Linked DNA regions of Mus musculus: regions 2 and 3 are each linked to region 1. A link is a contact called in public Micro-C and promoter capture Hi-C data. All regions are on one chromosome and are shown on one strand. The core of a region is the stretch at or near the end of the contact, and the rest is flanking DNA. Distances in the headings are between cores, read along the strand shown. Region 1 holds the start of Mybl1 (myeloblastosis oncogene-like 1). Region 2 holds the start of Vxn (vexin). Region 3 overlaps 1700034P13Rik (RIKEN cDNA 1700034P13 gene).

Region 1 (3,216 bases), core at 408-2,907:
ATATAAAACAATGAGAATAAATTTTACTTAAAAATCTGATGCACTTACCTTCAAGTTCTAAAACGGTTGTTTGTATAAAGCTGATCATAACCTAAGAATATCAGTTTTGCTTCCTGTTAGAATAAAAATGGAACAATGCATACCCAAGAGTAAATATGCTTCCAAATGACATTTGAAGACTAGGAGGAGCATTCCATCATGTAGCCCTGGTGAAGCTAAGGTAGATCATGAAGAAAGTCTGGGCTCTATACTGAGTTCAAGATCAGCCTGGGGTACATAACAACACCTTGTCTCAAAAATATTAATTTCTAAATTAGTCTCTCTCTTTAGAAGCTACTATGGAACTCAGAAAATAATTTAAAAGTGCTTTTCCTTCCCAAAATATATCTTGAGAAAAAGGAAGTTATTTTTTTTTTAAAAGCGAGTGTGTATCTACCTGGTTGTTTTGAATTGCAAGCTCATCTTGATTTGTATTTGCACCTGTATCTCTGATTTGCAAAAGACGATGCGTACAGTTTCAAAATAGCAAAAAATGTCAGTTTGTAACAACATTGATCTGTGGTTCATCACTCTATGCAGTAGAGCATGGTGTCTTGCAAATTTGGGCTCTTCGCCGTGTCTAATCGCTACTGTAGTTAATAATCTCCTTGTATGCTTCTTTAACCGTGTAACTGTTGAGAAGTTGCAACTGTAAGAGGCCCCTTCCCCTATGCAAGATTTCAGTTACTCCAGCTTTCAGGCGCACCTCCGGGACTCTGGGTTCCCCGCGAAGAGCATCCCGCCCCCTTTGTAGACGGAGTACGAGGTTGAGCTTCTGGAGCACTATCAACCTTTTCCCGTTCCACGCAAGCCTCGAGATAACAACTCCCCACTTATCACACTTTTATTCATCTCTGGGGAAAACAAAAGACACAACAACAGGGTCTTGGCCAGTTTCCTTGTCCTTTCGGCGCAGAACTAACTCACACATGCTTAAGAAAATAACGGCCGCGCAAGTTTCCTGGCTAGAAGGTTAAGTAGATGACCGCGCCCTTAAGTGGCGAGACTCACAGCGCGAACTAGCGCCCGCGAGGTCCTCCCCTGCCCAGGACCCCGACTGTCCCCGCCCCAGAGGCACGCTCCGCACCCCTCCGGAGGTGGCGGCGGCTGGATCGGCCCCGGCGCCTCTTCCGGCACACACCCGGGGCGCAGAAACTCGCCTTCCCAGCAATCTCCGCGCCCCACTGGGTGGCTCACCCCGCGTTCCGTGTCCTGTCACCTCGGCCCGTGAACCGGCCTCGCGCCTCCCCCATCCCGCCCCGCCCCTCCCCCGGCTCCACGGCGCTCCGGGACTCCCGCGAGTTCCAATCCTGGCTTCTAGCCCCGCCGGCCCCGCCCTCTGCCGCGCGCGCCCTCGCCGCCCCGCCCCCGCCCCCCTGCGCGCGGCCGCCCCAGCCAATGAGGTTCGGGGCCGCGTGCGCAGATTCAAACGGCGGCTCTTGAGGGAGGCTGGGCGCGAGATTCGGCGGTGCGGACAAAACCCTGCAGGAGGCTGCGAGTGCTGCAGTGCTGCTCGCTGCGGGGAGAGGGCGGGGGTCGGCGCCCGTGACGGAGCGGCGCAGGGCCGGCAGCTCTGAGGCGGAGGCGGCGGCGGCGGGCGGGGCGGCGGCGGGCGGGAGCACGCCTCCTGACATGTCCAGGGCATCCCTGGCCGGGCCCGGCCGCGGCTAGGAGCAGTGGGTCTTGGTCCGCCCCTCTGTCCCTCAGTCCCGCCTGGCCCTGACCTGACCGGGCCTGCTTTCCGCTCTCGGTCACCTGAGGGAAGGAGTTGGGGAAGCGGCGGGTGGGTCTCGGAGAGGGAGCATTGGCCCCAGGCTGGAGGAGGCTGACCCCGCGTCCCCGCCCAGCCCGCGCCTATGCGGTACTTGAAGGATGGCGAAGAGGTCGCGCAGGTGGGTGCCATCCCCTCGGACCCGGCCTAGCGGCCCTGTCTCGACTCTTGCTCTCTGTCCTTTCCTGCTGGTCCCCACTTAGGCCCTCTCGAGCCTGGGGGGCATAGGTTTTCCTGTTCGGTGGGTGTCCCACACCCGCTTCGGCCGCGCTGGCCTGAGAGCATCTATCATTATTAGACTCCATCATTATTAGACGACTGTGTGTAGGACTCTCTCTAACAAATGCTCAGGTTGCTGCATTGACGGATTCTCCCACAGCTCACGCCCAGACTTCTAACTTCTCACAGCCACTTTCAGGGAGGTTTCTTGCCAGGTAAGTTTGCCCACTGTCAGGGGATACGCCACGCCAGGGGAAGCGGTTGTGTTTGCCTGGATGACTTGAAATGGGGTTCTCTCCTCTGACTTAATCGTGCCAAATCAAAACAGATCTCCTTGACAAACCTGGGCGGGCACGGTTCTGGGAAATCTTGAGAAGGGAATTCGCTAAATCTCCCTTGTGCGCACTGCTCTTCTGAGCTTTTCTTTTTCTTAGTATCTTCTGAGGACATTGTTACGTTGTTACTATCGAGTAAACTTGATCCTAAACCAATGTGTCTTAGTTACTTTGTATCTCAAGTATTCATGTTTGATTCTGATTGTATCGGCATTGTAACAAGTAGGACACAATGTTGTTGTTGTAGAAAGATGTGCTAGGATGTCTTTATGCACCTAACTTTTATTTTATGCTATTGTAATAGCTACTCCTAAATTGTGTGGCATAATCAGATGACAAAAAAATCTAGTGTCTCGATTTTCAGTATTAAGGAAACCTGAAAAGTATTTCTCAGAATTTCCATTTATCTAGATACACAGCTTCAAAATCTAAGAGTCATATTCCCTGAGCTGAAATTTAGTACTGAGAGTCATTCATTGCAGAGTTTGATTTAAAATAACTACGCATAAAATACTTGGCTTTATTCATATATTCTTCTATATGTAGGTTGGTTCTGCAGATATCAACATAAATTTAATTATGACATAATTACTTTATATAAAGTGGCTGCAGAATAGATTGAACATTGAAGTGGAACAAGTGTGCATATACGCATACACCCACAGGCACACTACCTTGGTCTTTTATCATTTTGGATGAGGTAGTTGTAGGGGTTTTTAGCAGCACCTTTACCTTTACTCAGTAGAAGACAGTAGCCCTTTTTCCTACAGTCAGGACAACCAAAACTGTTTACAGATGGTGCCACATATCTCTGGGGGGATGGAATCTGGACCATGCAGGTAAGAACTGCTG
Region 2 (3,216 bases), core at 225-2,724, 99 kb after region 1:
AACTGGTTCACCACTAGCAATGCAACCCCACCCTACCCCCCCAAAAAACCCACAGAAACAAAAGGCAGAGATAAAGTAAATGGAAAGGCCACCTCTATACACACAGATCTAATTCATTCCTCTTCAGAAGGGTTGACTTTCAGAATCTCCAGAGCGAATTTCAACTCCTACACATGGGCACACTCCCAACTTCCCCTTTCCTCCCTTTCCCTCAGTAGTAGATGTTGAGAGCTCAATTTATGTTTAGCTGTTTGCCTGTGCCCAGGCTGAGTCTCCACCCCTGGTAACCCCCCTCAGTATTGGACAGAGGAAGAAAAGAATAGTTTGAATGTGTGCTCCCAGCACTAGCAAACATTCAAACCATTTTAGCCAAATATCACAGTCAAGCCAGGCGTAAGCCTGTGCCACAGCAGGACAAGGGGCTACAGGGTCAGAACAATGGCAAGGTAAAGCTGACTGGATCATCGGCCCTTCCTCAAATTTGGACTCACAAGCCCTTCCCAGGGATCCGCACCAATGGCCAGGACCCAGAGGTTATAACGTCAAGATTCCCTTTTGGTAGTTCCCTTTGTGGTCCTATGGATAAGTCAGCCTGGGGTCAGCTTCATTGCCTTTCTGGGTGTTTGATTGCCTTTCTGGAGTCTTTTCCCTCCCAAGTCAGATGGAGTTGGCTTTGGAACGGCTGATTCTCTCTTCAGAACCTGCCCTTTTTTTTTCCTTTACCGGAGACAATAAGAAAGCTTATTAGGCTGCCCTGGAAATTTTGTTTCCATCGTTGTCTCTTTAACAATCACTTATTGTCCCAGCCTTTGAGCCTGCTGGGTTGTCCGTTTCGAATTAAGTGAAGCAGGAAGGCTATGCTGTCCTCGTCCCCGCCTGAATAGATTGTTTCCCTATGATTGATGTTTATCCTTGTGCCCCTCTTCAGAAAAGGGGGACATCAAATGACATCGACACGAAGAAGCCAGCAGACCTCGGGACCCGAGGGTACCAAGTACTAGTGTACCTTAGTCCGACAGCACCGGGTCACCTCCCGCATAAGATGCCACAATAGGGGACGCCAAGAGCGGTTGTTAGGATTATTACTCACCCTTGGAAGGAATCACCGTGGTGAAAACTTCAATATTCTCATCACTGCAGCTGTAGATCTGATGCATGGTCTCAGCCCCCTGCCCTGCAGGGTGTCCGGGAGCCCGTGGCCTCTCTCTGGAGCCCTAGTCCCAGGGTCTCCTAAGCCAGTCTGGCTCTGTGATCATTGTGCAGGTCCACAAAAGGCAGGCTGCCTGTGCCTCTCATGACAGTCTCACCGCAGCAACATTTCCTAATCCCATCTGTCTTTTTTTTTTTCTTTCTTTCTTTCTTTCTTAAATGACTCCTATTATTGCAAACCTTTGATTGAACACGGAGCCTTCCGTCTCTCCCTCTCAGCTAGGATGTACTTAACAATTTTATTTTCCAGTGTCTGCCGCAGTGAATTTGGAAGTCTTTTGTGAAGTGACGAAGTGAATTCGCCTACTCAGTTAGCGCACAGCTTGGCTGGAGGATTTCACAGAAGAGGAATAGACGAAACGTCAGTTTTGCTATCAGTGTGCCCGGGTCTCATTCCAGAAAGGAAGGGCTTTTTCTCCTCCTCCAGGGGAACAGGATCTTCATTTGTCATATGTTAACTCCGCTCCCTTCAAAGTTTCTATTTTAAATAAAAGGACTGTTTTTTCACCACATATTTTTCTCAATCCACTTTGACAACAAGGCTTACATTTCAGGAGGTGAGAGTTTAGTGTTTCTTTGTACAACCCTACAGGTATGCATAGTCACGCAACAGGCAGTGCACACACCAAGGGACCCGTTTATAGGATAGTTATATTTTATTATCTTCTATATTGGAATGTATTTATTGCCTTATCTTTTTATGTTATATAGTCTATGGGTATGCTATATTTTCCTCATATAATCTTTCCTAATATATACACAAATAAATGTCATGGTAGCTATACATTTCATAAACATATATAAGCATATGCATTTTATCCAATCCCACTACTTTTTATTATGCTACACAGTTTCACACCATAAGACTGATGGAGTGTAATGAAATTAACAGTGACAGCTGCCCTATTAAATATTAGTTACAAGTCATGGAGCTAGCTATATGATATCATTGAGTATCTATAACTAACCAATGGCTCTAGCTAATTATTATTTTACCGTGGTATTCTCAAGAAACTGAAGTATGAAGACTTTAGCTTCTTTAATGATTAAAATAGCTAATTTGCACCAAAATTGGATTTAATCTCTAGATTGACTGAAAAGTTAATAAACTAGCTCCTCAAACTCTCTCTCTCTCTCTCTGTGTGTGTGTGTGTGTGTGTGTGTGTGTGTGTGTGTGTATGATGCTATAGCCCAGGCTGGCCCCAAACTCATAGCCTTCCCAAAGTAGGGATTACGAGTATTTACAACCATGTTCTATTAATTTCTAAAATTTTATTTAATGTGTATGTTTTGCCAGCATAGGACAACAGATCCCCTGAACTGGAGTTACAGGTGATTGTGACCTGCTATGTGGGTGCTGGGAATCAATTCATGGTCTTCTAGAAGAGCAGTTGGTGTTCTTAACCACTGAAACATCTCTCCAGTCTCTTTGTGTTCAATTCTTTAGTCTTGACTTGCCATTCTTTAACCTTGGGTGAACCTAGTTCATCATATTTTAGACATGGAGTTGTGTCTACTGATATTTCTGTACTGGACAAATGTTTGCTCCCTAGGTAGTTTTCAGCACTTCATCTCTTTCTCTGTGAATTACACCTATTATAGGGGGTGCCTCTGGCTAGCCATGTTTGCTCTATCTGAGGTGAATGGCTAATCCTATGTGCTGCCTTCTGCATACTGAAATGGGGCTTTGGTTTCAATTTCAGAGATATGATCTGGTCTTATAAATCCCAATCCAACAGTACAGGTTGGGGCAAGAGGATCACAGCCTAGATAATATAGAGAGTTAAGGCCAGAATAAGCTACATAAACAGACGTTATCTCAAAGACTAGCAAAACATAAGAAGAACTAGGATATGGCCAGCGAGACGATGCAGAGGGGAAATTGCTTGTTGTGTAGGTCTGAGGACATTATTCATTCCCCAGATCCCACAGTGGAAGAAGATAATTGACTCCCTAAGTTGTCCTCTGACCTCTATATGTATGCATGCATCCACACACTTTGATACA
Region 3 (3,216 bases), core at 317-2,816, 69 kb before region 1:
AGTCCACACCTGTAAACCCAGTGCTTGGTGGCAGAGATGTGTATGCTCACAGTTCCAGACCATCCTGTCCTACATAATGGAATTCTAGGTCAGTTAAAGCTACGTATCAAAAAGCCAAAATAGGGGCTGGAGAAGTCGGTGCTTAAAAGTACTTGTCCTACCAGAGGACCCAAGTGCTTTCCCAGTGCCGTTATCAGCACAAGGCTCTGGGAACCCAAGCTCCAGGGGATCCCATACTTTCTTCTGGTGTTCATGGGCACAGGTAAACATGCACGCGCATGTGCGCGCGCGCGCGCGCGCGCACACACACACACACACACACTGTAAATAATAACAGTTTTAAAAGTAATCCAAGTATGGTGACACACACCTGTGTTCCCAAAACTTGGGAGACAGAGCAAAAATATTAGGATTCTTGGCTACACTGTAGTGAAAACTTTGGTTTCTTAAAAAACCCAGTTACATGAATATGTTTTTGGTTAATCCCAGGTGTGGGGTAAGAGGCTGCATATAGCAGGCGATTACGATTTGCCTTGTGTACTAACAGGGCTGTGATTTTTGCCAGCTGCAGATAGTTCAATTCTGGGGATTCCAGAGAAGATACAAATGAGAGACCCCGAGAGGGCCTGTGGGGGTTGCTGCTCTCCTTGCTGCTGTGTTTGCTTCAGTTACTGGTTTGCTGCACTGTTGAATATTCTGACAAGTATTGGGATTGCTCAACGTCCCTATTCAACAGGAAGTGGCCTAGAGTAGTGTGCATTCCCCTTTCTCTCTAACCTTCATTTCCTCCTAACTACTGTGGAGGCGGAAGGGATCAGGGTGGGAAAAAGGTTGGAAGGGAGGCAGAGGTATAAGAATCCAATAAAAGGACAGCCAGGGCTATACAGAGAAACCCTGTCTCGAAAAACCAAAAAAAAAAAAAAATAATAAAAAAAAAATAGTAAATTGATATACCAACACTACACAGCAAGTTCAAGGCCAGCATAGGCTACCCTGTCTCAAACAATGACTTACAAAAAGAATATCTTCAATTGTAACAAAGGATTATTATTTATAATATATAAAGAATTTATTTAAAAAAAAAAAAAGAAACAAAAGCAAATAACCAAGGGGTTGGGAGACAAAGTAGAGAATTGTCTTGGTTAATGCTTTATGCTGGGAAGGGACACCATGACCAAGGCAGTTTATACATTTAAAAAAGGCATTTAATTGGGTGCTTGCTTACTGTTTTAGAGGGAAAGTCCATGACCATCGTGGAGTGTATCAAAGTAGCAGGAGTGGAGGAACTGGGAAGAGTGCGCGCGGGGGGTGGGGAGGGGGCCAGTGGCCACGGGGGCGGGGGGGGGTGGCGGGGAGATAAAGGGGAGTGGAAGAGAACTGGTGTCCAACCAGAGTTCCAGTGCTCTGGGCGGGCAGACTGCTGCACGCTTTCCGCAGCCCAGGGTGGGTGTCTGCCTGTGGGAAGCCACAGAATTCCAGCTCGGCCTGGGGTGGGGGGTGGGGAGTGGGGGCGTGGACAAAGGGCAGCCCTAGGCTCCAGGTTCTCAGCCTTGGGCATTCCATGCTGGATACTACGGAATAGCTGAGAACAGAATGCCTCCCACCCCCAGGGGGTGCGGCTCAGTCAGCTCGGTCAGTCCCAGGGCCAAAGGGAGGAAAGGGCAGGGAGAGAGGGTAGTTCTCACTTGGTGGGGGGTAGTTCCCACTTGGTAGGGGTGGGGAGGTGGGGGCTGTGAGGATGGTAACTACGTGACAGGAGCCAGGTGCTCAGGAGACATGGCTGAACTCTTGCCGTCCCATGCAGGTGGAAATCTCTGGCCATCGGGGCTCTGGGGTTCAAGACCTATGCTTGACTGGAGACCAGGCTGCCAGTGCTCAGCCACTGCCCCTCAAAAGAGCTTACGTCCTAATCCAAGGCAGCAGGCAGAGGGAAACTGAGATTGGGCCTAGCCTGGGCATTTGAAACCTCAAAGCCCTCTCCCAGTGACATACTTCCTCCAACCAAGCCACACCCCCTAATCCTCCCTAGGCAATCCACCAACTGGGAATCAAATATATGAGCCTATGGGCGCGTTCTCATTCAAACCATGGTCAGTACACAAATGCTATTTATGGAATCACATCTTTTGTGGGTGTCATGCTGAAAGGATTAAATCATATTTTAAATATGTATTTTTCCTTGCCCTACTTGTTATTTTGGACAGGTTTTCACTATGTATCCCTGGTTATCCCAGAACCCACTATGTAGACCAGGTTGGCCTTGAACTTGCAGCAATCCTGGCTCTGCCACCTTAGTTCTGGGAACTAAAATAAAATATGCATTAGCTTAATGAAAGAGACATTTGGAGGATAATTCAAATAATAACTGCTACATTCACTCAGGTAGTGACCCGCATGACAGGCCAAAAGCCTGGACACAGTCCTGAGGCGAAAAGTTCACTGAAACTTAGTCTCCTGGAACCGTTGCGAATGGATCTGTGTGCTTCCTTTCAGTATTGTTTTATTATAGGTGCCTCCAAGCAATGACTTGCCAAATACCTAAAGAAAATTGAACTTTGCTTCCTGGCCTTCACCAATGCCCTAGGTAGTCCTTGAGCCGACCCTAGGCTTGGAATTCAGTAAGAATGTTGCCTATTCAGTGACATCTAGATACAGCACACTCCCTTGTGTCAGTATTTGTTTGTCACTTCTCGACGACTCCTGTCCACCTGTTGGGAACCCTGATTTCTTCTGTGGACTGGGGATGGGGGTGGGGGGGCGAGTGAGGCTGGTCCTCGGCAAATAACCACTTGAAATTGAGTAAACAAATTATAGTATATGGTAGAACCCTGAAGTTGGTAGCATATGGGGCTTTATTTGTTCTCAGATTTCTTCAGTTCTGATATTATAATCTTAATTTTAGACTTTTGAAGACAATTCCAAATTAAGGGCATTAAAAGAAATTTGGGCAATGACAGCATTAATGGGATGACTATGAAATCCCTTAGATAATCATCAAGAAGAAGACATCTTAAAAATTTTAGAAAGAGAAAATTAATTTTAGAAAATACTTTTCCTTTAGGACTAGGGGTATAACTCAGTGGTCAAGGGCTTGCTTCATATACATAAGGCCCCAGGTTTGATCCTCAACCCAGAAGAAAAAAATCTTTAAGATAGTTTAAGAATTATTTTTTACATTGTATGTGTATATGTGCATGTATGTGCACATAAACATCC

What was found. A called contact is a pair of places that touch in the nucleus more often than the background predicts. Capture Hi-C pulls out chosen DNA fragments and counts their contacts.
Region 2: a promoter capture Hi-C map of liver shows a contact between it and region 1. The contact joins the promoter of Vxn here to the promoter of Mybl1 in region 1. A contact is called at or near these places in 8 of 39 promoter capture datasets (the C10 cell line, the HPC-7 cell line, liver and 3 more), 2 of 15 datasets of contacts at CTCF or cohesin (the NIH/3T3 cell line and large pre-B cells), 19 of 484 Hi-C or Micro-C datasets (the AML12 cell line, B cells, the C3H10T1/2 cell line and 14 more), 16 of 115 datasets of contacts at active chromatin or transcription factors (the 230-238 cell line, the NIH/3T3 cell line, bone marrow-derived macrophages and 9 more) and 4 of 9 other capture datasets (adipose tissue, embryonic stem cells, liver and 1 more).
Region 3: a Micro-C map of embryonic stem cells shows a contact between it and region 1, with 2.8 times the contacts expected there. The contact joins the enhancer-like site here to the promoter of Mybl1 in region 1. A contact is called at or near these places in 5 of 484 Hi-C or Micro-C datasets (CD8 T cells, the N1E-115 cell line, double positive thymocytes and 2 more), 1 of 115 datasets of contacts at active chromatin or transcription factors (trophoblast stem cells) and 1 of 9 other capture datasets (adipose tissue).

Annotation. Positions count from the first base shown.
Region 1 is chr1:9,698,650-9,701,865 of GRCm38.p6, reverse strand. It overlaps Mybl1 (myeloblastosis oncogene-like 1), which reads left to right and starts at 1,657. Exons shown (of 15, transcript NM_001290397.1): 1 at 1,657-1,931. The coding sequence starts at 1,912.
Region 2 is chr1:9,599,525-9,602,740 of GRCm38.p6, reverse strand. It overlaps Vxn (vexin), which reads right to left and starts at 1,474. Exons shown (of 6, transcript NM_178399.4): 1 at 1,091-1,474. The coding sequence starts at 1,157. The region is part of intron 3 of 2610203C22Rik (RIKEN cDNA 2610203C22 gene); the gene reads left to right.
Region 3 is chr1:9,767,276-9,770,491 of GRCm38.p6, reverse strand. All of the region lies in intron 2 of 1700034P13Rik (RIKEN cDNA 1700034P13 gene), which reads right to left. Among named protein-coding and RNA genes, the nearest start is that of Gm39590, 7.4 kb to the left of the region's middle. Within about 2 kb of position 1,566, at least 40 of the 459 cell types and tissues checked have an H3K27ac peak or open chromatin away from gene starts, as enhancers often do. A contact at or near this core is called in embryonic stem cells and trophoblast stem cells, where this site is marked.